Linked DNA regions of Mus musculus: regions 1, 2, 3, 4, 6 and 7 are each linked to region 5. Evidence: chromatin contacts called from public Hi-C, HiChIP or PLAC-seq and promoter capture Hi-C data. All regions are on one chromosome and are shown on one strand. The core of a region is the stretch at or near the end of the contact, and the rest is flanking DNA. Distances in the headings are between cores, read along the strand shown.

The links. Promoter capture Hi-C pulls out the DNA fragments that hold promoters and counts their contacts. Hi-C and Micro-C count contacts between places; a contact is called where the count stands out from the background. HiChIP or PLAC-seq counts read pairs in DNA pulled down with a chosen protein or histone mark. Capture Hi-C pulls out chosen DNA fragments and counts their contacts.
Region 1: a promoter capture Hi-C map of hippocampal neurons shows a contact between it and region 5, with 4 times the contacts expected there. The contact joins the enhancer-like site here to the promoter of 1700028E10Rik in region 5. A contact is called at or near these places in 4 of 39 promoter capture datasets (the C10 cell line, hippocampal neurons, liver and 1 more), 2 of 15 datasets of contacts at CTCF or cohesin (embryonic stem cells and large pre-B cells), 3 of 484 Hi-C or Micro-C datasets (embryonic fibroblasts, nephron progenitors and pro-B cells) and 4 of 115 datasets of contacts at active chromatin or transcription factors (T-cell acute lymphoblastic leukemia, astrocytes, embryonic basal ganglia and 1 more).
Region 2: a contact with region 5 is called in an H3K27ac HiChIP or PLAC-seq map of T-cell acute lymphoblastic leukemia, with 13 times the contacts expected there. The contact joins the enhancer-like site here to the promoter of 1700028E10Rik in region 5. A contact is called at or near these places in 7 of 39 promoter capture datasets (the 3T3-L1 cell line, 3T3-L1-derived adipocytes, the C10 cell line and 4 more), 1 of 484 Hi-C or Micro-C datasets (cerebral cortex) and 5 of 115 datasets of contacts at active chromatin or transcription factors (the NIH/3T3 cell line, T-cell acute lymphoblastic leukemia, cardiomyocytes and 2 more).
Region 3: a contact with region 5 is called in an H3K27ac HiChIP or PLAC-seq map of trophoblast stem cells, with 6 times the contacts expected there. The contact joins the enhancer-like site here to the promoter of 1700028E10Rik in region 5. A contact is called at or near these places in 8 of 39 promoter capture datasets (the 3T3-L1 cell line, cranial neural crest, embryonic stem cells and 4 more), 1 of 15 datasets of contacts at CTCF or cohesin (large pre-B cells), 2 of 484 Hi-C or Micro-C datasets (the C2C12 cell line and epidermal suprabasal cells) and 21 of 115 datasets of contacts at active chromatin or transcription factors (the SCID.adh cell line, T-cell acute lymphoblastic leukemia, astrocytes and 18 more).
Region 4: a contact with region 5 is called in a promoter capture Hi-C map of liver, with 4 times the contacts expected there. The contact joins the promoter of N4bp2l1 here to the promoter of 1700028E10Rik in region 5. A contact is called at or near these places in 11 of 39 promoter capture datasets (the 3T3-L1 cell line, the C10 cell line, cranial neural crest and 6 more), 1 of 15 datasets of contacts at CTCF or cohesin (large pre-B cells), 7 of 484 Hi-C or Micro-C datasets (CD4 T cells, cerebral cortex, embryonic stem cells and 2 more), 10 of 115 datasets of contacts at active chromatin or transcription factors (T-cell acute lymphoblastic leukemia, astrocytes, cardiomyocytes and 7 more) and 3 of 9 other capture datasets (adipose tissue, liver and pancreatic islet).
Region 6: a Hi-C map of uterus shows a contact between it and region 5, with 4 times the contacts expected there. The contact joins the enhancer-like site here to the promoter of 1700028E10Rik in region 5. A contact is called at or near these places in 1 of 39 promoter capture datasets (hippocampal neurons), 2 of 484 Hi-C or Micro-C datasets (embryonic fibroblasts and uterus) and 5 of 115 datasets of contacts at active chromatin or transcription factors (the 230-238 cell line, the NIH/3T3 cell line, T-cell acute lymphoblastic leukemia and 1 more).
Region 7: an H3K27ac HiChIP or PLAC-seq map of T-cell acute lymphoblastic leukemia shows a contact between it and region 5, with 10 times the contacts expected there. The contact joins the enhancer-like site here to the promoter of 1700028E10Rik in region 5. A contact is called at or near these places in 3 of 39 promoter capture datasets (the C10 cell line, hippocampal neurons and pre-B cells) and 3 of 115 datasets of contacts at active chromatin or transcription factors (T-cell acute lymphoblastic leukemia, effector CD8 T cells and memory CD8 T cells).

Annotation. Positions count from the first base shown.
Region 1 is chr5:150,435,676-150,439,125 of GRCm38.p6, reverse strand. Fry (FRY microtubule binding protein) reads right to left here. Exons shown (of 61, transcript NM_172887.2): 44 at 1,794-2,425; 45 at 318-415. Among named protein-coding and RNA genes, the nearest start is that of Gm36299, 30 kb to the right of the region's middle. Within about 2 kb of position 1,840, at least 22 of the 459 cell types and tissues checked have an H3K27ac peak or open chromatin away from gene starts, as enhancers often do. A contact at or near this core is called in hippocampal neurons and liver, where this site is marked.
Region 2 is chr5:150,538,876-150,542,204 of GRCm38.p6, reverse strand. Brca2 (breast cancer 2, early onset) reads right to left here. Exons shown (of 27, transcript NM_009765.3): 11 at 1-3,329. Among named protein-coding and RNA genes, the nearest start is that of Gm25284, 6.9 kb to the left of the region's middle. Within about 2 kb of position 2,039, at least 8 of the 459 cell types and tissues checked have an H3K27ac peak or open chromatin away from gene starts, as enhancers often do. A contact at or near this core is called in T-cell acute lymphoblastic leukemia, where this site is marked.
Region 3 is chr5:150,704,692-150,708,327 of GRCm38.p6, reverse strand. All of the region lies in intron 1 of Pds5b (PDS5 cohesin associated factor B), which reads right to left. It also overlaps the pseudogene Gm24630. Among named protein-coding and RNA genes, the nearest start is that of Pds5b, 33 kb to the right of the region's middle. Within about 2 kb of position 1,512, at least 27 of the 459 cell types and tissues checked have an H3K27ac peak or open chromatin away from gene starts, as enhancers often do. A contact at or near this core is called in extraembryonic endoderm stem cells and trophoblast stem cells, where this site is marked.
Region 4 is chr5:150,592,419-150,595,775 of GRCm38.p6, reverse strand. N4bp2l1 (NEDD4 binding protein 2-like 1) reads left to right here and starts at 1,251. Exons shown (of 5, transcript NM_133898.4): 1 at 1,251-1,512. The coding sequence starts at 1,340.
Region 5 is chr5:151,367,055-151,370,648 of GRCm38.p6, reverse strand. It overlaps 1700028E10Rik (RIKEN cDNA 1700028E10 gene), which reads right to left and starts at 1,974. Exons shown (of 4, transcript NR_045700.1): 1 at 1,793-1,974. It also overlaps a transcript of Stard13 not described here.
Region 6 is chr5:150,464,864-150,468,096 of GRCm38.p6, reverse strand. Fry (FRY microtubule binding protein) reads right to left here. Exons shown (of 61, transcript NM_172887.2): 52 at 1,656-1,853; 53 at 1,151-1,312. Among named protein-coding and RNA genes, the nearest start is that of Gm5, 36 kb to the left of the region's middle. Within about 2 kb of position 1,681, at least 126 of the 459 cell types and tissues checked have an H3K27ac peak or open chromatin away from gene starts, as enhancers often do. A contact at or near this core is called in astrocytes and uterus, where this site is marked.
Region 7 is chr5:150,619,380-150,622,485 of GRCm38.p6, reverse strand. It overlaps a transcript of N4bp2l2 not described here. Among named protein-coding and RNA genes, the nearest start is that of N4bp2l1, 26 kb to the right of the region's middle. Within about 2 kb of position 1,600, at least 56 of the 459 cell types and tissues checked have an H3K27ac peak or open chromatin away from gene starts, as enhancers often do. A contact at or near this core is called in T-cell acute lymphoblastic leukemia, where this site is marked.

The DNA of each region.
Region 1 (3,450 bases), core at 591-3,090, 930 kb after region 5:
CCTTCCTTCCTTCTTCTTTTGAGATAGGTCTTCTTTGTGTAGCCCTGGAACTCACTCTATAGACCAGACTGGCCCTGAACTTAGAGATGCACCTGTCTCTGCCTCCCGAATGCTGGGATCAACGGTGTGCACTGTACCACCATTCGGCTCCCACTTGCTTTTCTTAATAATGCAAACAAAATTTAAAAAGCCAATTTGTAACAGCCTACCGAGAGATGCCCATTATGAGTGATATCAAGTTTTGAGACAACTACTGCCTCCTTCAAACCAGCCACTTCCACCTGGCGCGGAGACTCTCTGACGGTCCTAAGGCATACCTGAGCGATCCTTTCAGCTATATCCTTACAGAACTGATTGGGATTTTCAAAATGCTGGATCAGTTGAGGCAGGAGACACAAGACATTCAGCGGAAATCCTGGATGAGAGAAGACACAGTGGCAATAGCTGAGTATTATGCTGTGACTGGTTAACAGTGGGAAGGAATATACTGATTTTATTTTGTTCGAAGGCTATGTGAAATTGGTCTTGTGGTTGTTAGAGTTGTTTGAGGCAGGGTTTCACACAGGCCAGAATCATCATTAAGGGTGACCTTGAAGTTCTGACCTGCCTGCCTCCACTTCTAGAATGCTGGGTTTATAGGTGTGTACCTCCATACTTGGTTGTATGTGGTACTAAAAATTGAATCTAAGGCTTTGTATAAGCTAAGCAAGCTCTGTCAGCTAAACCATCAGTTTTGTGGAGGAGGGTAAAGATGATCTGATAAAGAAATCTATGAAAAACACAACCAAAAGACACGGACTACAGGAGACACTGGAGTACACTTGAGATTTCAACATAGGATCGTCACCTGTTTGTGTGCAAGGAGAACTCACACAGATCTTACTGACATAGACTGACCTGAGCTGAAGCATCCGTTTAAGATTCTGTAAAAATAAAAATGTAAGCTGGATGTGGTAGCATACTCCTTTAATTCTAGCAACTTGGGAGGCAAGGGCAGGCAGATCTCTGTGAGTTCAAGACCAGCCTGGTCTACATAGTGAGTTCTGGGACAACCACAGCTATGTAGTGACCCTATCTTAAAAAACAAACACAAATAGCCGGGCGTGGTGGCGCACGCCTTTAATCCCAGCACTTGGGAGGCAGAGGCAGGCGGATTTCTGAGTTCGAGGCCAGCCTGGTCTACAAAGTGAGTTCCAGGACAGCCAGGGCTACACAGAGAAACCCTGTCTCAAAACAAAACAAAACAAAAAAACAACCAAAAACCAAAAAAAAAAAAAAAAGCCAAAAATATATTTAAGCCTTAGTCATGCAACAGCAAAGACCTTTCAAAAAATTATTGCTCAGCATGGCTGTTAAAACCTAATTAGTGAAATGCATTCTTAGTCACTTGCCATGGTATTAAAAAGCTGGTGTGTTGATTTTGCTTAATTCAGAACAATAAAAAGCCAATGCAATCTTTTCAAGAGGACAGAGAAGGGAAGAGAAAAACAAGATTTGGGAATTAGGAAAGAAATTTACAAGAGCAAGGAACTCAGTTGACAATGTTTGCAGTTTGACCCGAAATCATGAACACACATATATGAATACACATGCGAGAGCACACACGCATACACACACACACACACACACACACACACACACACACACACACACACACACACACAAAATTGCTGTTCCTGTTACTCGATTGCCAGTATTTAATACTGTAGACATAGACATATGGTATTAGCTTGTTTCTCTAAAGCTGAATGCAGCCACCAACAGGTCTACAGGCAGTGTGGCGCTGGCCTTACCAATAGCTTGGGACGAGTCCACCATGGGGACTTTGGACACTGATGTCAGCAAGCTGAAAAGCTGCAGGGTCAGGTCTGTGGTGGTGAGAGAGGTGAATCCCTTCAGGAGCAGCTGCTGTAGCCCTGGGAAGTCCGCCCACTTGAGCTGCGCCTGGAGTTTCTCCAGCTTTTCTCGGTTCTCAGCTTTCTCCAGCGGCATATGTGCCAGCAGTCGGTTCAAGAGCCGTAAGGCCATCAGGTATTCAAACTCAAAATCAGACTCCATCAGGGCCACCGTGACCCAGAAAATGGTGGCCAGCAGGTTGGTGGGGTGGCTTACGTGGGACGGGTCCGTGAGGCTCTCCTTCAGGGAGGAATTGCTTCTGGTTTTTGAGGAAAGGCCTTGTTGGGTACAAGCTTGAATTCTGTCCAGGGTGGCGCTCCGAGGCGGGTCTGAGGATCGGTCAACGACACCGAACTTCTTGGGCACAGAGAAGCTTCTCTGGTGCCGGCTTCGCTCTGCAGTCGTGGTGTTGCCGCTGCCGCCGCCGCCTCCGCCGCTGCCAGGAGTCCCGGGATTGACGTTCAGCTGTCCGGTGCTTTTCCTGCTCGCTGTCAGTTTACTGCTGGAGCTTAGGTCTGGCGATGAAGAACTAGGTACAAACAGAAGTGAAATCAGCGGAATGCCAGTGGGTACCACTGAAGAGCTGGCGCTCTTGTGCTCTGAGAAGCAGCTATGGGGGAGAATCCCTAGAGACCACCACCCTAATTGGGGCTAAGCAGGGCCAGACCTGGTTAGTACTTGGATGGGGCGGGGGCGGGGCATCTACTTTCTACTTAAATGGCTTTTAAGTTAAGGCTATGGGAAATAAACCTTAGCAAGAACAATCTCCAAAAACAGACACCCAATACAAACTTTCAATAATGGAAAATCTTAAAACTCCAGAGATGTAGCGAGCTTTCATATGCATTCTGTTTGAATTTGGATGGGAAGAATTATAAAATAAGACAGACCAGCAACCAAGCAAACACAAAATTTTTCTCCTCTTAACTTAGAACAGAATGTTGTCAAGAAGGAAGAAGGTAAGTACACACTGCAAAGGAAATATTTTTACACTTAGAAAATTTGATTTTCCTGCCCCCCCCCCCCCCCCCCCCACATCTGAGGCAGGGTCTCACTATGCAATCCTTGACAACTCAGAATTTATTATACTGATCAGACTGGCCTGAGCTTCCAGAGATCTTTCTTTTAACTGCACTCATACTGAAAACATCAAACTCTTTATCAGCAGTTTGTTTGGCTCCCTCCCTACCTCCTCCTCTCCCCCTCCCTCCCTCCCTCCCTCCCTCCCTCCCTCCCTCCCTCCCTCCCTCCCTCCCTCCCTCCCTCCTTCCCCAACCTCTCTGTGCAGCCCAGGCTGGCCTCAGCCTCAGTGCTAGGATTAGAGGTATCAGGCAATAGACCTAGCTTTACCTATTAAACTTTTACAGATTTAGAGATACGGGTTCATATAGTATTAGTGATCACACTAAATGTATAAAAATTGTTCAATTTAAAGATAATAAAATATGCTGGCAGTGGTGGGGCACACCTTTAATCCCAGAGCTTGGGAAGCAGAGGCAGGTGGATCTCTGTGAGTTCGAGGGCAGCCTGGTCTACAGAGTGAGTTCCAGGACA
Region 2 (3,329 bases), core at 790-3,289, 830 kb after region 5:
AGTGAGCCTACCTTACAATTCCTTGAATCCAGCAGAGATGGGTCAATGGCTACATCTTTATTTGCATGTGGTGAAGTATTAGTCTCCAGTTTCTGAACACAATATTCATTTATAGTTTGTGGGTGTAGATTTCTTTCTTTTGTAGCAGATACTCTGGGGGAAATGGTATTGCCTTCAGCATTCTTCATGTCTGGCGGAACGTCAGAATCAATTTTATTTTTTAAGAAATATCCTGAATCATTATGCATGTCATCACAATGACAAAAACTAGACTGGGATAGATAGCTATGACACACATTAGGGTCACTAAGGAGGGTTGACACTTGGTTTTCAGAGACATGATTTGTATCAATTTCAGTTCTGATAATGACCAAACTATGTTCATATGAGGCATTTCCTGCAAAATCTTCTGTGTGTTCCTTTACACACTCAATTTTGATAGTATTTCTTGTTCCAAGCTTATCACCCTGTTCTCTAAGCCATTTTCTGCCTTTGGATAGAGAAGACTCTCTGACACAAGTTTTCCTACTGTCCTCCGTATAATATGCCAAAGCAGAATCTTCAGTGACTGGGTAAGAGGACTGACAAATACAGCAAATTCTAGGATTCTTTTCTACATTATTTTCTATGTTTTCTTGTACTTTGGAAGAGGTACCATTTGATGTTTTGAGATTTTCAGTTTGCCTATACATATGATAATTTTGCTGAGGTAGCATTTCAGTCTCCTTAGAGACAAAGTTCTGCATTTCTTCACATTTTGAGGCAGTTACTTCAATTTTCTCATATGCTAATGTAAGTTCTTTTTTACTGTCCTTCAGGGGTTTTGATCCTTGACTAAAACTGGCAGTTTTCCTAACATATTGTGTCTCATCAAAAAGGTTTTTCACTTTGTCCAAAGATTCCTGCATAATTTTGACTTTTTTCCCACTAGCTGTATGAAAACTCAACAGAGTAGGTTCTTTGGTACTTTCTATTTCATATTCAGGATGCTGCTGAGCTGGTAATTGACTGACAGTTACAATTGGGAAATGGTCTTCAAATACCTTTTTAATACTGATTGCTTTCTTGTGACATGAAGTATGCATTTTGTCCTTATTTATGCCATGGAGAATTTTAGAATTCAAAGAATCTGAAATGACAGTCAATTCATCTGTTTCCCGATTAAAAATATTCACACTTTTATTTAATGACTCTTTGGAGACTCTGGTATTTTTCCCACTTGCAGTCTGAAAGGATATATTAAACTCTTTTATATTTTGTTCCATCTTATCTGAAGGTAATTGTTTTTTATCTGAAGATTTCATACATGTTTCCTCAGCTTTCATAATTTCCAAACATGTTAAATCTGATATATTTTCCTTAATTTGTGTGTTTTCCTCTCTCGCATATTGGGTACATGACTCAGGACACTTACTGCCTTGATCGGCAGGTAAATCACTGTCACCTTTATGAATATAAACTGGGCCACTTGTACTTGACATACTACCATCAGAGTTTTCTAAATTATTTCTTTGAGAGCTAGTATAGCTATCTTCATGTTTTGTATTCTTTATGTATTTTTCAGGATTTCTGCCAACAAAAATACAGGTAGTCATTTCAATATTATTTTGTAATGTTACTTGGCACTTACTAGATTTTTCATCAAAACTTTTTTCAGTGTTTTGTTTCTTTATCTTAAACACTGAAGCAACAGAATCATGGTGTGCACTTGAAGAGAATCCTCTTGGTCCTACTTTTGCAGAAGGCTCCTCACTATTTTCAATGTCACTGAACAGTTTCATAGCTTTTCTCAGAGCCTCATTAGACACACTAAGTTTTGTGCCAAGAGCAGAACAAAATCCTCCAAACTCCATTTCATTTATATTTGGTAAAAAACAAGATGTATTTTTGTTACAAGTGTCTTCTAACAGGTGAGGAAAGCTTTGTTTAACTCCAGCCGAACCTTCAAATTGCTTGCTGTGATCTGTCTGACCTACAGAGGGATCCACTGGGAGGTGAAGATCAGTATCTTTCCACTCCTTAGAAGCGGTACTTAAAACAACCATCTGGTTTCCAGGCACTTCAGATGTATTCTGTGCTATGTGGCTTGGCTTTCTGAACTGTGTGAATTCAAACTGACTTCCTGATTCTTCCAAAATAGTAGACAGTTCTGTAATTTCTGCTTTTTGGCTGGTCGTTAAATTATTTGAATGAAAATCTTGCTTTGAAGATAACATCTGAGGTGCTGTGTCAGTATCTTCATGAGAAACAGATGATTGATTGTGAGACTGTGTAGATACAGTAGTAACTGATTTCAAATCAAATATATGAGGTTCACTTAGTTTCTTCTGGTTTGCTAATGGAAGGGTATTAACAATGTCAATACAAGCTAACCTAGTAGGATACTGTTCTTCAATATCTTTGAAGAACATTTTACTTTTCTTGACATTATGCTCTGAAAGTTTTATTTCTTTATTGGAAGCTGTTCTGAAGCTACCTCCAAAATTATGGTTCAAGACTGGATCCAAGAACTCTGACCATTTGTCTGAACAATCACTGTTCCCATCTGATTTCATATTCAAGGAGGAATTTGACTTGAAATCTTTGTCTTCGGTTCCTTTCTGGTGCTGCTCTATATTATTTCTGCTCTTCTCTGTATAATCATGGACCACAGCTAATGAATCTGAGTCCTTTGTAATCAACACTTGGGCTGCATGCGCATCATCTACATCTTCATCTACTGCCATGGGAGAGTTCTTGAGACTAGGCCCTTGTGTGTGGCTGAGGTCTTCTTCCTGGAGTTCCACTGAACTTCCTAAATCAGGCTTATTGCATTTATTAGTTACTTGAAAAGCAAAATTATTCCCACTGTCTGGGAAAAGTTCTTCAGAGTTCATATTGACTGCTACTTCTGAAATAAAAGGTGAGCCTTTTTGGTCCTTCTGTATGACTATTTTTGCATTTTGATTGAACTGTGACTTCATTGAAGAGGCCACTTCTATTATATTTTCACCAGGTGGCAGAAGCCCAGGAGTTTTAGAATTTTCACTTAAGATACATATTTCATTTACCTCCAAGATGTTTTTACTTAGTTCAATATTAACTTTACAACTCTCACATTGCAGTTTCTCTGGCATTTTACACATTTTCTCTCTAGAAACCATGTCTGCCTTTGACAGAGGTAGCTTTGAGCTGGGAGTTAATTTAAGAGTACTTGTTCCGTTGTGGTCACCAAGAGGGTTTTCCTGTGATTCAAAGCTAATGCTGCTGAGTTGCACTGCTGAAGGAAGACATGCTGAAACTAAGACTTTTTCTTTTCCATTGGAAACTTTTGGACTTTTTTGGTCATT
Region 3 (3,636 bases), core at 263-2,762, 660 kb after region 5:
AAATGCAGAAAGAGTGTCAAGGAGCATAACAGATACAAACACCTGGGATCAAGAAGGCTGTCTGAAGACAGAGGCTGATATATAGTGGCAATTACTTTAGCGAAAACACACAAAATGACCTCAGCAAATACTTCCTTGAACTTGGTTGGATGATACTTCTTTTTAGATCTATTTATTTACAAATATAGAAGGCCTCACGAATTTGCTTGTCATCCTTGCACAGAGCCATGCTAGTATTTTCTGTATCATTCCAAGTTTAGTATATGTGCTATCAACGTGAGGAGGGATATTTAAAAAAAAAAAAAAGTTTTTTGGAAGACAATGTCTAATCACAAGGTAAATAAAAAGAAAGTGTGAAGAAAGGAAGCAATGTGAGTGGAAGTCTGTGTTGTTGAGCCCAAATATAACCTCCATCTCAGCCACCATGGCCACTTTGTTCATGTGCCCATTGAGCAATGTCAAGGATGTCTGGGGAAGAGGCTGACTGACTAGAGAACGGGTCATCCTATCCATTTGATTACTGAACTCCTCCTCAGCTGAAGTCACCTTTTGATAAGCATTAACATGGAACACAAATATCTTCACATCCTTTGCCCACTTGGAGAGATCTATCCACATACTTCTTCCCCAGATGTTTTCTCACCAATTTTCCAATTGTGATCTTTCCAAGTCCCTGACCATCTAGCCAATCCATTGGCTACAGCCCATGAGTCAGTGAATAATCGTACATCTGGCCATTTCTTCTTCCAAACAAATTGTAATACCATGTGTACTGCTAGAAGTTCTGCCCACTATGAAGATTTCCCTTCACCTGTGTCTTTCAGGGTTGTCCCAGAAAGGGGTTGTAATGCTGCAGCTGTACACTTCTGGGTGGTGCCTGCATAACGTGCAGAGTCATCAGTAAACCCTGTCCTAGTCTTCTCCTCTTCAGACAGCCAGTCATAGGGAACACCCCATGAGGCCATAGGCACATGCTTGATAGTAGATAGCATTGTAACAGGAGGAGAAACCATAGGCATTTAGAGCAACTTCTTCATGTAACTTGCTTGTGCCTTCACAACCTGCTCGGGCCCAATCACGTATATACCACTTCCATTTGATAATAGACTGCTGCTGTGCATGTCCTACTTTATCACTTGGAGGGTCTGGTAACACCCAGCTCATGATGGGTAGTTCAGGTCGCATAGTAACTTGGTGTACTACTGTCAAACGTTCAGTTTCCACTAAGGCCCAATAGCAGGCCAAGAGCTGCTTTTCAAAGGAAGAATAGTTGTCTGCAGATGATGGTAGTAGAGCTTTGCTCCAAAATCCCAAAGGTCTCTTCTGTGATCCACCTACAGGGGCCTGCCAGAGGCTCCAAACAGCATCTCTATCTGCCACCAACACCTCAAGTTCCATCGGGTCTGCTGGGTCATATGGCTTAAGTGGTAGAACAGATTGCACAGCAGCCTGGACCTGCTGAAGAGCCTTCTCCTGTTCTAGGCCCCACACAAAGCTAGCAGCTTTCTGAGTCACTTGGTAAATAGGCCTGAGTAACACACCCAAGTGAGGAATGTGCTGTCTCCAGAATCCAAGTAGACCCACTAAATACTGTGCTTCTTTCTTGGTGGTGGGAGGGGCCAGGCAAAATAACTTATCTTTCACCTTAGAAGGAATATCTCTGCATGCCCCATACCTCTGGACTCCTAAGAATTTCACTGAGGTAGATGGTCCTTGAATTTTGGTTGGATTTATTTCCCATTCTCTGATACCCATATGTGTTACCAAAGAGTCCAAAGTGGTTGCTACTTCCTGCTCACTTGGTCCAATCAGCATAATGTCATCAATATAATGCACCAATTTTGTGGAAGAGACAAGATCCCTTCTAACTAAGTTATGACACAGGGCAGGAGAGATAATATATCCTTGAGGCAAAACTGTGAAGGTATATTGCTGGCCTTGTCAACTGAAAGCAAATTGCTTCTGGTGCTCCTTATGGACAGGTACTGAGAAGAAGGCATTTGCTAGATCAATAGTTGCATACCAAGTACAAGGAGCTGTGTTAATTTGCTCAAGTAACAAAACTACATCTGGTACAGCAGCTGCAATTGGAGTTACTACCTGATTTAGTTTTCTATAGTCAACTGTCATTCTCGATGATCCATCTGTCTTTTCCACTGGCCAAATAGGAGAGTTAAAGGGACAAGTGGTGGGAACCACCAACCCTGCATCTTAAGTCCTTGATAGTAGCAGTAATTTCTGCAATTCCTGCAGGAATACGATACTGTTTTTGATTCACTATTTTCTTTGGCAGAGGCAGCTCTAAAGGTTTCCTTCCATTTAGCCTTTCCAACCATAATAGCCCTCACTCCACAGGTCAGGGAACCAATGTGAGAATTCTGCCAATTTCAGAGTATATCTATCCCAATACATTCTGGAACTGGGGGAATGACCATAGGATGTGTTCAGGGACCTAGTTGACCTACTATGAGTCAGACATCAGTCAAAACTCCATTAATCACCTGTCCTCCATAAGCTCCTACTTTAACTGGAGGACCACAATGTTTCTTGGGATCTCCTAGGATCAGTGTCAACTCAGAACCAGTATCCAACAGACCCCTGGAAAGTCTGATTATTTCCTTTCCCCCAGTGTACAGTTACCCTTGTAAAAGGCCATAGGTCCCTCTGGGGAAGAATTGGGGAAAGGCTAACAACAAAACTTTTAGCTATCTTATCAAGATCCTTTCTCAGAGGAACCTGGCCACACCTTCACTCAAGGGGTTCTGGGTCTGCAAACTGGCTCAAATCTGGAATTGATTCACTGGCTGAGATTGCCTTTTGCCACGATCCAATGTAGCCTTTCTTTCATTTGAGAAATTTTTCTGCTTATACAGATCAAACAGATATGAAGTAGGCTTCCTATCTATTTTATGCCTGGAAACACTGACTGATTAGCCAGTACCAAATGTCCAAAGGAGTCATGCCATTATAAATTTCACCTCTCCTGTGCTGACCATTATGGGGTATGTCATTATAAACATTGTTTTGTCTACACTGTCCATTATAATAACTACGATCACCTTGTCTCTGGCAATTCAATGCTGCCACCTGGCCCTTGTTATCTCAGGGCCCAATTAAACCGACTGAATTTAATTCATCTAATTGAGCAGCAGCATCTCCAACCCTAAGGTTTGGCACAAGGAAAAAGGCAAGAACAAAACTCTTTAAATGTGCTGGTGCCCCTCTCACCAGTTTGCATCTTATAGGATTTGTGAAGGGCATTATCTTCTGAGCCTTCCCATTGTGGAGGATTAGATTTTACACAACATATCCACTCTAGCATTGCAATTTCCCTGAGCCTTAAAATCTCTTCCTCAACACAAAGCCAAGGGATATCAGGCATCTCCAACTCCTTTTCAGTAGGCCATCTTTGATAAACACTTCAGCCAATCATTCAAACAAACTTCTGACTCCTTTTTTAACTGTGCGAGCTTCCATATTAAACTTAGAATTTCCACTCAGAGGGCCCATGTCAATAAACTCAGCCTAATCTAGTTTTATGTTCCTTCCACCATTATCCCACACCCTTAAAATTCATTCCCACACATATTCCCCAGACTTCTGCTTGAATGAATTAGCAAACTCATTAAGCTCCTT
Region 4 (3,357 bases), core at 2-2,501, 770 kb after region 5:
CAGCAGATGATTGGAATGAAAAAGAAAGTATTTGAGGCTGAGGGGAACCACGTTTGTAAACGTGTGCTAAGGGTATGCTCAGGGTGCAGGAGATTCACTTCCTCAAATGTGAACCCGGACGTATACAAGCTAAAGGTCACTGCTGTTAGGACAAATGTGTCTTCTCCATTCCTCGTGCTTCCTCTTAATGTGCACACAGAAAGAAGGACTAAAGAAGTAGCTTCACTCCGGGAGGGGAATTCCCGGGGGAGCAACCTGACTGCTCCACACCCCAACCCAGGGGAAGTCCAAAGCCAGCGAGATGCACAGGCAGCTGTCCTCCCTCCTTGTACACAGCCCCTTCCTAACGCGCTCATCAGGAAATCTCTGATTTTGACATAGGTTCTGAGTCTTAGAAAGACACTACTTCTTTCTCCACACTTCCTTCTCATAATGCTCATACCTTAGGTGCCAGACACAAAATGTTTTGATTTTTACAACAATTGTAGCCAAAGCCACCAATATCTCAGATTTTCTAGTATGCAAATTTTGAACAGTTTCATTCTGAAAACCAGGACCATTCTATTGCTTCTAAAGGGAAATACTGGAGAGTCACAGCCAGTGGGTGCTGCCAACTCCTGCAACTTGAATTTGGTTTTATATAAATGGTACCATGACAATCTCCCCTGCTATGTGGCAGCGGAAGGTGTTCATGAAGCCTCCTGAGTCCACCCGAGACCCAAGGAGTAACAAGAGACTTAAAAGTTGCATACAGCTTTTAAGGATAGTTTTGGCAGGCCGGTACCGGTACTAAGGAAACGTACAGGACCCTGAAGGAGTGTACCTCAGTCCTTGGGACCCCAGCCAGGTGCTGACTGATTCACAGGCAGTAGGGGAGACAACAGTCTTTACTGTGACTGCTCGGATGCGCTGGTCACATTCTCTAATCTCCCACGGAAAGTATTTACTTTCAAGGTCTAGGCCGGTCTGAAGTGAGATGAGGCAGAGCCGTGGCAGAGGGCTGGGCTTCCACAGTGACTGCAGGGAAACCTCCCACTGTGTCCCCGGGGCCAGGCCCCTTCCCTTGGGAAGGGCTGCGGAAGGCGGCGGGGGGCTGGAGGGAGCGCTGGGGGCTGCGTCACCCACGCTTCCCCGGGCTGTCAGACTCCCCGGCAGCGCCGGGGCCTCACAGGTAGAGACGCCCCCTCCCGCGGTTCGCGGGGCCGGGGAGGAGGGGCCGGGCTCCGAGCGCCCGCCCCTCCATCTATCACATGGCCGGAGAGTCACAAAAACAACAGCTTTGGCCAAGACCGTGACTTCAGGAAGGGAGCTCAGGGCCCTCGCCGCCAGCCCCCTCCCCATGGAGGACAGTTTTCTGGAATCGTTCGGGAGGCTGAGCCTCCAACAGCGGCAGCAGCAGCCGCCTCCTCGGCCGCCGCCCGCTCGGGGGCCACCTCCGCGCCGCCACAGCTTTAGGAAACACCTCTACCTCCTGCGCGGCCTCCCGGGCTCGGGAAAAACCACGCTGGCCAGGTAATGAGAGCGGCCTGGCGCCCACTCGCGCTCCTGCCCCGAGCGGCTCCGCGCGCCGCCCCTGCCCTTGCCCCGCGCGCCCGAGAGCTTTGCCGCGCGCCGGCCCGGGAGGACGGACCTCGGCAGTGCGCCTTGCGCAAGCCCCAAGACGCCGCCGCCGGCCCTTCCCCGCCGCGCCGGGCCTGGTGCCCACCCCTCCACCCCCAACTCCCCGGCAACCTTCGTCCCCAGCCCCGGGTCGGGGAGGCCCGCGGGGACTGCTCTTCGGGAAAAGCTGGTGGTGACTGCAGAGAAACCCGCTCCCCGCCCGCTGGCGCGCAGGCAGCCGCCACGGCGCCCACAGGCGCTGTCACCGGAGCGAGTTCGGGGATGTCCGGGTCGGGGGTCCGCGCGGCGCTGGCCGGGGGCCCGCTTTGAGATCTGGTGGATCGGCGCAGCCTGCGGCTGCTTTGGCGGCTGCGAAGGCGCACAGGTGCTCTGGGGAGGGGGGCGGGGGGCTGGCGGCGCCACCACCGACCGTCACTGACAGCCTCTCCGCGGGCGCCCAAATTCGATCACTCGCGAATTGCGTAAGCGGCCCTTCGGGTACCCGGGCAGAGAGAACTGCGCGGGCTTGCTGCCTGCTGCACCTTGCTAGGCCCACCGCTCCAGCCTGAACGCCCTCCACTTCCTGCCCTGCACTTGGTATTCCAGCAACGTTGGACTGTTTCTCTCTCCTTGCTGGGGTTGAGGATGCTGACCCTCCTGCCTGGCTTTCCCACCGTCACCCTTTGCCCGACTGGTCTCACTAGCCTTTTAAAACCGGTTCTATTACCTCCCCTCGCAGCTGCCTCACCCTGCCGTAGAAGCCGCCCGCCCTTCTCAGCGTCTTGGCTCCTGTTTACATCTCTGTGACTGCGCTTAGGTTTGCACACGGTTGCTTTTGCCTTCTGTGAGATACTTGAAGATAGGGGCCATGTCTTACCCTCCGTGAACGTTATCGGGCACACACTAGTCGATAGAAGCAGTCACTTGCCACCTGTGTGCTTGCTTCCCTTCTCATCAGATAAGGCTAGCCCTAGGACCCTGGAACCGCTGAAGAATCAAGGTAGCCCGCGGTCACATGCTGATTTCCATGGCACCAGGTAGTGATCATAGGGGGAGGGCCCGAATCTTTTGGATGTGGATGATGGGGAAACTGACACGGCCAGATAAGGGACTGACAATTTGTATTGGGGTTCTAGCTGATTTGTGGAGAAGCAGCCAGCTAACGAAAATTGCTACCTTTGCATCTTAGAGGGATAGATGACTTGCGAAGGCCACACTGGTACCCTTTTCTGAGACACCCTTCCGTAGGTTCTTTCCGGAAGCTCCTGGCAGTGGTAGGTTGGGTTCCAAGTGGAGAGCCTCCTTGGAACCCGGGACAACTTGGTTATTTTGTGATCCAGCAATTCACAGAGGGTACATCTGTTACCGGGTGTTTTCAGGATGCCAACCCTTGTTCGATCTCACTTTCACTTTGACAGCCTGTAAATTCTCCACACGCTCAAAGTCAGAGAAGGAAGTAACTTTTAGCCATGGCATCTCTAATCGCTGAGAGAGGAAGTAGTGTGAGGATCAGAGAATAGGGAAGAAAAGAAGCCGAGAGTCAGCACTGGAAAGCCAGGGCTTGGCCCGGGGAGCCTTTTAAGGGTCCTTTCTGTCTCTCCTTTTCTACACTTCTAGGATTTTAATTCCTGCTTGACATTTGACTAAGCAGAAGACATCGGACAAGAGAACATCTCATTAAACACCCGTAGGGACAGATTGGGTGAGCCCCGGCCTGAAGGCAGAAGCCTGCTGTAGATCTACCTCATCACTAGCTAG
Region 5 (3,594 bases), core at 725-3,224:
GAGAGAGAGAGGGAAGGAGGGATCTCTGAATCTGAATTTTCCTCTATTTTGTTAGTAAAAACAATGGAGTTAGAACAGCCAATTTTGTTTTATCATTAGTTTATGTATATGCGTTTTTTGACTGCATATATGTCTGTATGCCATGTGCATGCCTGGTGCCATTGGAGACCAGACTTAGCCAAGCCATCTCTCTAGTGCCTTGTAATGGAAGTCTGAGTCATTATAAAAATACTATTTCACTTATCTTCACAGTTAGATACACTAACTTGTAATTAAAGGTAATACAGTCTTTATAGTACTCACTCACACTTCAGTAAACAATCTAACCTTTTTAGTACTAGAAAATCACTTTTAGGAGCAACATAGCTATGAACACGACAAGCCTATCTAGGAATATCTGTATTTCTATTGGGGACAAAGGGAATGGTTACAGAGAGCAATGCATTTTACTGATGGTTAGGGTCAAATGCCATTGTCAAACTCAGAATACAAAAACTTATTTACGCGCGCGCACATACACGCGCACACACACAAACAGAAAGCATTAAAGCATTCTGTACATTTTAAATGACACAGTAGGGGTAAAGGGCAATGACTTAGTGAAAAGAAGAAACTATAAAGAAGTTACAAAAGGAAAGGGATTTTTAAAATGTTACCTTCCTGGGTGTAAAAATTTAAATGTCTGTTGAAGTGATTTTTTGAGTTACTATTTTCAAGAAACTCTGAAGAACAGAGATGACATAATTGAGAAATTTTGTATACCTGGTGTTACAGCACCCTCTACAACAGAGTATATTATATGAACTTGCTTCCCGAATGTGTGACTGTACAAACTTTATGGTTTTAGCGCTTAGTTTGCTCCCTTGGCACCTGCTAGAAAGGCTACTAATCTGTCGGGTTAATGTGTCAAAACAGCAATAACAGCGAAGAGCTCTCCTGAACTCTTTAAACTATTCCAACTGTGGGCCTTAGTCACCTAGCTCTCCTTCCATATCACCTCTCCCAGTTCTAAACTCTAGTGAACTGGCCTCTTAAAAGCCTTCTGAACTCAAATGCATGCACAGGTAGGGAAAATACTGCTGTAGTGGGGGAGAAAGGTCCAGAGACAAGTGACCGCAGATCTCTGACTTCTAAGGGACATCTCACTGGCTCGCACTGTGCATCTTGATACACAATAACTCACAATAGCTAACAGTGCTCCAAGTGTATTACATCTGGACTTTTTTAAACATGAATTCTTTTAAGAGGAAAGTTATGTTCACTTTCTAGCTCTGGTGGAAACTCGTTTTCCCTTATCTAAAGGAAATACGGCATAACAGCCACAGCGTTAATTTCACAGTTCTGAGATGAACCTGGTGAGACTGTCTTGTTTTAAAAACCTATTATCATTCTTCTAATGTTTAATCCCCGATACTGCTCGTTTTCGCAACACCCCAGCTTAACAGACGTAATGGAGCAAAAGCTTTTCTCCAACACAGGCTAACGAAAGGCTACAAAGTAAAGCCTCCTCTCTGCAAAGCGGGACATGGAGGACCTCGGTCCACGCCGAGTGAAGAACCGAAGCACAGTGCCCAGAAAGGAGGAAACAAAAAAGGAGAGCCAGTGGGGCAGGAACTGTGTCGCCAGGACTTGAAAAGACGGGAAAAGGCCGGTTTCCTCCCGCGTGAGGTCCGTTCCCGCTCCAGACTCCAACCATTTCCGCTCAGGGTAACCGCAAAACCCTTCCCGCGCGGGAACTCGGTGGAGGAGGAGTCTTGGGTCCCGCCCTTCTGGCGGAGCGCATAAAGCCTACCCCGGCCGCCGCGGTGTCTCTGGAATGTTCTGAAGGGAGGAAGCGCGCCCCTCCGCAGTCCGGGGAACACTCGGCGCCAGATGGCGCTACCGCACCGAGAGCCAGAACCTGCGCCTCAAGGGAGCTGGGCTGAGACACCACCGGAAGTGAGGGCTCCGCGAGCCTCCTGGCCCGGATATCCAGCCTTCTAGCGTGTTCCCGCGCGGGGGCGGAGCTACAACCGGAACCGGACTGCGAACGCGGGGCCTCGTGGCGGAAGAGCCAGGAGGGGCCTTGGAGGCGGTAACTTCCGCTGCGCGCGCCTGGTCTGGGCGTGCACGCGAGGGGCGGGGCCTCCGCGCGGGCGCGCGAGCGCTTGCGTACTAGGAGGGCGTTGTTGCGGGAGGCATGTGCTGATTTCTCCATCTTTGATCGCTTGCAGGCCTCGCCGGGCGGACATTAAACTGGTGTCTTAGCAGGTTTTTGTCTGTTTTGTTGCTTCCCTCTCACAGGAGTTGGTTTCTGGCTGTAAATTCAGTTTCTGGAAATCTCTGGAACGTTAGCGATGTACAAGGTAGTCTCGAGCTGCTTTCTCGCCATTGATTCCCAGCCAGTGTCAGTCCTTGCATCGTTACCCACTCGAGGCTACCCGTGACAGCTAATGGCATCTAAGGATTTGGAAAGGCTTATATTACGGACTTTTAAAGCGCTTAATTTGAGCTTTACCCTTTATTTTTGTCAGGATATTGGCACTCTGCATTCTGCGGTGTGGCTTTGCACAGAACCGTTTGTTGAGGGTTTGAACGCTGCCAGGGGAAAACTCCGCCCCTTTCCCACGTTGGCTGTGTCTGATCCAAACCCATTTTTAAGTAGCTGGACAGTACTTTACCCTGGTACATGGGCTTTGTTTTTATTTTAGTTGTATCGTGAGGACTATGAACTTGTATTGCAGAAAGTATTAGTGTCCACCTTTAAATATACATAACACTTTCGGCTGAAAGACAGTTTCCCAAAGCTCCCGAGTTTCCCAGGAATGTCTTCAGCTTTTGGTAGATGCTTTTAGGAATTTCAGAGGTCCTTGCTGTCAAAGATTTAAATAAAGTCAAACATAAAAAAGTAACAAAACATGCACGCTCGCACACACACTCACAAACACACAATTTTGTGTTGGCCAGTTACTTCTGGGCATGGGGCCTTCCCAGAAGTGTGGTTGATACTCCATAGGGGAAAATTGATTTTACCTTTCCCAGTATTATCAGTTATCAGTTGTACATGCCTTTTGGTTAGGAATGGAACTTTGTAATCTCTAACCCCTAGTTTGTACTGTTTTTTTTTTTTTCCCCCTTGCTTGAACCTGTTGTGAATGAAAACTCCTGGGGGTGGGGGGCCGGGTGTGGCAGAGACTGATTAGAATTTTAGTGCTGTAGCAAAATTGGAATGTTGCAGGTCCAGAGTTTAACTACCTTATCTTAGTCTAGTTTTAGTCTCCTATGTACTCCAACTGCCATTCCTTAGTCAGCTTTGTGTCAGAACTAAAATCCCATGAGAGATTTTTAAAAAGAATGAAATCTGTTGGCTGATACTAGCTTCTACCAACCTAAAAAACAAGAAAGTCATCAGATGAGACCTGTAAGAAAACCTGCCCCATCTTCCTGAATTGCCTTTATGGTATTCCCACAGATGTGTTTTACATGTCTCGATTCATTATTTTCTCTGTTCTGTAAAACTAAAACTGCTTCCATGTAGGAGCATAAAATTTGTGTTCCTGGGCCATGGTCACTAAAAATGGATCCTAAATAGACTATCTTTTATTCCCTTTAAGA
Region 6 (3,233 bases), core at 432-2,931, 900 kb after region 5:
GAAATTTAACTTAAAATGTCTTGATCTTGGGATTAATGTTCTAGTATTTTTCAATCTAGAACAAGAGTTTGTTCAGGGGGAGGGGGCTTTATTTTTTTGGCCAAAAACGAACAGTTCCAATGCCAAGAAATCCCAATTACAGTTCTTATTCTTTCCTTTGAGTTGGGGCAATCATAGAAATAATTCTTTTCAGCTCTAATATTATTGGTTCAAAGCTTTCAGGGGTTTCTTTTTTCTTTTTTCTTTTTTTGGTTTTTTGTCAGGGGTTTCTTGATTTCGGCATATTGTAAAATGGTATAGAAAGTGTTATAGCTTTCCTTTATCAGTATTTCTCCCCCCTACCCCCCCACCATATTTTTTTTCTCTTTCAAAGTTGCAAAACTATAGCCAAAATCAGAATCAGGAATGACTAATTCTATTCTAATAGTGATAAGACTATTTTGATATCTCTAATATAAAGAAATAAAATTCTACACTAAAGGTCATATGTGTGGTTACAACATCCAAATGAATGGTTTCATGGGGCAGGATATTTTCTGTGAATTTTGATAAACTAAACCTTAAGTAAAATATCCACAAGATTTTTTTTTTTTTGTCTTAAAGCCAACCTTTTAAAGTAGGGAAATTATATATTAGATAACTCTTCCTCTCAGGGAGTCCAGCTAGGAGAGTTTTATGCAGATTTGGCATAATTCTGTGTGATTGACATTAAATATTTCTATCGTTTGCCAAAAGGCAAGCACTGAATCAATGAGCAAATTGTATAATTGGTTCCTACTCGAGGAAAAATTCCCCCCCAGTGCTCGCGTACTCCTACGCCTCACTTAGTGAACTGTTTTATAAAAGCCACCACACTCCCAGCGCCACGACAGTCTCTCTCCACTACTTGCTTTTGCAGTCAGTCAGTGGTCAAGTATTTCATTTTACAAAGGCCTCAGGCCAAATCTCTCAGCCAAAGGGACGTCTGCTCAAGTTTGTGAGCATAAAACAACTTCAAAACACAGGACCGGGTGGGAGCTTCAGTCATTTCACTAAAACCAGAGGCGTAAAGCCCCTCCACTTTGAACCTCCCTCTACAAACTCTTAACAGGATTTTTTTTTGGTCTTTCCCCCCATGTCCTTACAATAGAAATTCCACAAATCTCTTCACCTTTGACCCCTCTGAAATCTGCAGATTATTTATATCAGGCAAAGAAGCCTCGAAGTTTGCCATTCTGGTGTTGAAGGAATGAGGGTCTGCGGGGGCGGAGTCACAGGCACTGGTCAGCAGCTCCATGGGATTCGCCTCCTCGGAGGGGGAGAGGTTCATGATCTGTTTAGAAGGCAAAGCAAAGAAAATGTAAAGGAAGTTCCTGTCAGGAGAACGCACATCACTGGTCCCCGGTACTTGGTTGACAGGTATCATTTTCCTAAGCTCTCTATATCATTGACTGTCATTAGCATATTAACGTAGCCGTGGGCAACCCCGTATGACCTGGCCTCAGGGTACCAAATGCCTACAGTGACCTACAGTGAAGAAGAGGTCAACAGCCATAAAGAGTTTATTTGGCTGGAAACCAAACTCCTGAGTTAATTTAAAAAAAAAAAAAAAAAAAAAAAGCAAACCAAACCCAAGGCTTCCTTCCCAACCCTCCAGTGGGAGAGTTCCTACTTACAAGGTCTGAGTGTTCCAGGATCTGGCTGGCTGTGAGGTCCTCCTCGGATGACTCATCGGAATCCTCGTGGCTCATCTTGTTTAGGCTGGGAGTACTTCTGGAGAGCTGGCGCTCCTCCAGGATCTGCATATCACACTTGTCCAGGCTGTCCAGGGAGCGCCTGCGCACTCCCCAGTTGAAGTTGTCCATACTCTCCCCCTGAAATCACACCACAAACGACTTTTCATGCCCCGGGTCCTCCTGCACACACACGCGCACACGCACACACCTTCACACAGTCAGTCCCAGCTTAGAAACAAACGAGGTCACCATCGACTCTCAAGCCCTCATCTGCTTCAATGCTCAGACTTCTGTTTACCAATAAGGAGACAAAGAAGCCAAGCTTTTCTGGAAATGTGTGTTACTTCCCAAGTAAAAGTGAAGACACACTTCTCTTTGATGTGTTAGTTATACATGTATACATATATGTATATATATATATTTTTTTTTTTTGAAACAAGGCCTCTTTGTATATAGCCTTAGATGACATGGAACTCACTTTGTAGACCAGGCTGCCCTCCAACTCACAGAGATCCATCTGTCTCTGTCTCTGTCTCTGTCTCTGTCTCTGTCTCTGTCCCTCTCTTTCTCTCTCTCCCAAGTGTTGGGATTAAAGGCATGCACCATCACACCCAGAAGGAAATACATATTTCTTTTTCTTTTTTTCTTTTTTCTTTTCTTTTTTTGAGAGAAATACATATTTCTTAAAGTCGATTTTGGTAAACCCTAGAAAATTTTGTGTTTTCAAAAATCTGTTCCAAAAAAAAGAGGGAGATTATTAATATTAAAATAACTAAAATTAGGGTGCACCTTCCCTCCCCCGCCAGCCTCTGTTTAGTTAGAGTTTTCTGGAGGGGAAGCAAGTGTGCTCAGAGCAGATTCCGGAATGCCTTGGCTGTTGTTAAGTAGAAGCGTGTTAGGTAAACACCCTAGACTGTTTTGCCACAACGGATTCCACAGAAAAATGCAGAGTTAAAAGTCTGTGAGAGCTGTGCCAAGTTTGAGGGGCTGTGCACTAATCGGAAGCCACAACTTGGCTTTTGCTTAAGACTCAAGTTTAAATTGCCCGAGCTGGGAAGTGGTTAAATTTCTTTCCTTGGCACTGAAGATTTCCTGCAGACTTGCCCATTCTGACTCAGTGAGAACAAGCATAGTCAGGCAAGGAAGTTTTAACTCCTGGAGTTGTAGCTCATATCTTCTCTACAAAAGCGCCAGGTATTAGATAAAATGAATGTGGGGTTCGGTTCTCTCGAATCAGGACTAAAGGACGATATCTACACTGTACTGACTGGTCCTGTGTGTCATTTGACACAAGCTAGAGTCATCAGAGAGGAAGGAGCCTCAGTTGAGAAAATGCTTCTATGAGATCCAGCTCTATGGCTTTTTCTAAATTAGTGATCAATGGCGGAGGGCTCAGCCCATTGTGGGTGGAGCCATCCCTGAGATGGTAGTTCTGGGTTCTGTAAGAAAGCAGGCTGGCCGAGCAAACCATGGGGAGCCAGTAAGCAGCACCCTCCATGGCTTCTGCATCAGCTCCTG
Region 7 (3,106 bases), core at 351-2,850, 750 kb after region 5:
AGTTTAAATCCTTAGAGCCCATGTAAAAAGCCAGATGTGGTCGTGTGCATTGGTAACCATGGTGGCTGTAGGGGTTGGTGATCAAAGAATCACTTGGGCTTGCTGCCTGCTGCAGGCTCAGTGAGAGACCCTGTCTCAAGGTAGAGAGAAAGAGAGAATGTAGGACACCAGTGTCCGCCACTGAATTCCTGCACAGCACACACATGTATACAAACAACATTTAAAAACAGTTATAATGAAATTAAGAGTGGATGTGTGGATGTGTGAGAAGTGGTTGACTAGAGGAGACAGATGATTGAATTAGACAAGTAATAGGCTGAGAAGGTGAGTGGGGAGTTATTGTAGGTTAGGTGTTCAGCAGGAGAGCACATTTGGGAAGGGAAAGATAGTCTGGGACATGATAAGCTTGAGCTACATTCTAGACATCCAGGCAGGTGCTGAATGTGTTCATAATCCAGAGAAGTCTGAGCTGGAAATACAAATGTGGGTAAGTGAGGGGAAGACAGGAGCATATTTGGCACATAAGGTAGGAGGCTTCTGTGAGTCTCAGCCTCTTCTGCTTCAGTAGAACTGACGAAAGAGGCTCTCTTCCCAAAACTTGGGAGTTCCCCTTACAGGTTCTATTTGTCACCCATTTGAAGAACTGCCAATCACGGTGTTTGAAAGCCGTGTTCTAGAGAAGTGATCAGAGTAGACCACCAGGAACCAGAAAAGAGGAACCACTGAAGAAGTCCTTGAAACTTTAGCAGCAGTGAGTCATGCTCACCTGTTTTAAACAGATACTACTCAGTCTAGTTAAGAGTAGATTTTGAAAATTTCCCAAGGTAGCAGTGGAGCTCAGTCAGTAGAGGGCTTGCCTGTTTATGTGCAACATCCAAGGTCAATACCAGCTCTCCACAAAACTCAGTGTGCTACATAACTGTAATCCCAGCACTTGGAATACGAAGGCTGGAGGATCAGAAGTTCACAGTTATCCTTGACCAAATAGCAAATTTGAGGCCAGTCTGAATTACCTGAAACTTTGTCTTTAAAAAAAAAAAAAAATCCACCCATATGCTAAAAGTGAAAAAAATTAAAAAACAGGTCAATACACCAAACTATACAATAATACTTTATCCAATACACCTGCAATTACTGTCAAAATCTATGAAGATTTTTTTTAAACAGTGCAATCACAACTTCTTTATCTTGTAAACAGTAGCAAAAGTCTTCCTGTGTTAACATCTGTAAGGTAACAATTTACGTTGCCCTGTAACAGCAGAAACAGTGCCTCTGGATATCTTACCAACTGGGAGGTTAAACACATTATATTGTTGTAAGGCTGAGGCACCTATTGGCATTGGTTTGGTAACTGCCTAAGACAAATGCAGGGAGGGGGTTACCCTAGTGAGTAAACATTTCTGACCATGTTAGTAGTGCAGTTTGCTGTTTCTCTGCGTTGGGGACTCCTGCTTCTCAGAGACAAACAAGGAAAAGGCTTGGGAACCTGATGTCCTGAGAAGTGGGTAAAGCCATTTCCAAAGTAAGGTTCATGTCTTCTACAATAGAGAGGGGAACAGAAACCGAGGAGAAACATCTGTTGGTGCTTTCTAGCAGAAGAAAGTAGGAACCACATCCAGAGAATGGCGCTCTTTTGATCGTGGTTAGGTGTAGCTTACTTCAGCTACTGCACACTTAATTGAGTTGACTATTTGTCTTAATTTTGGTGATCATAAATATCTCAAGGTACTGGGGTGAGACATCTGTCAGGGTGGCTTCTGTCACCTGGTGTCCCAGATCCTGTGACAGAATCACCTCTTAGTCTTCAACTCTCCAACATCCAGGCTAGGAGAAACTAAACGTGGCAGGACATGGTACACGCCTGTCAGCTGGCACACGGGAAGCAGAAGCAGAAGAGGACAAGTTACGCAGTGAGTTCAAGGCCAGGCTGGCACGTTAGTAAGACCCTGTCTCAAAAAAGCAAATCAAACAAGGAAAGGCGCTCTCGTAGTAACAGAGGAGAGGGCTTGCCTAGATTGTGCTAGGACCTGAATTGATTGCTTACTACCAGAAAAAGAAAACAACAATAACAACAAAACCTAAACATTTCTCTCTGAATTTATGTGACAGTTGAGTCATTAGTCTTTTTCCAGTCGCTGCCCAGTCATAACTTTTGCATCACACTACACCAGGGCAGTGAGAGAATAAAGAAGACACACAGACAGGCAGACCGATGAACAGAAAGCTGGGATCAGGTCGTCCAGACTCGTGGCTAGAAAAAGCACAGCACTTAACTCGGTGTGTTTATTGTAGTGTTGAGCAGACATCCAGAGTTAGTGCATACAGTTGGGCAAAGATGGAGGTGTATTACATACAGCTGAGCGAGGAGACAGGTTTATCTAATTTGGCAGGGGATGTCTGTAGAGAAGCAGTCTTTAGACAGTAAACATCCAGGGGAAGAAAGCTATTATAGACTTTTTTCTGCACACTGTCAACAATCCCATTTGGGCCCCAGTGAAGGCTTTGCCATCCTCTAAGCCTCACCCCAGGGGAGTGGCTATGGCATTCCTTCCTGGGTTGTGGCTTTGGGACCTTTGGCAGATCTAGTTCATGTCAACACACACATTGGCTTAGGGCTTCAGTCAGGGCTTTCTCCGCTTCCTACAGGATGGAGAGAATACATCTTGTTTTCTCCCCCCTCCTTTTTTTTTAATAGATTACTGATACTAAACATCATTATTGATTTCTCTTTGGTAGTATGTGACAGGCTACAAAACTGGACTGTTAGCTAAATGTATAGGGAGGGCTTCTCTTTCAGCTGTCAAGGAAGTCCTCAGAGGTAAATCCACTTACTCCTGAAGACAATGGAAGGGTGAGGACTTCGTGCCTCCAGGACTCCGGTCTTTCAGTCATTCTTTCCCATACCTGAATCTTGCCTCTGAGTGGCAGGTGAAGTAATGGTAGGTTTGATGCTTCATCGCTGTCAACCTGTCTGTGAAGAGAAATCTATAGGGGTTCTAAGGCAGTTATGTGAAGGTTGATTTTCTTCATGCATTAAAAACATGGAGCATGATTGAAAATAGACGCATTTTTAGCCACCTGGTTTTGTACCCACATTCTGACTTTA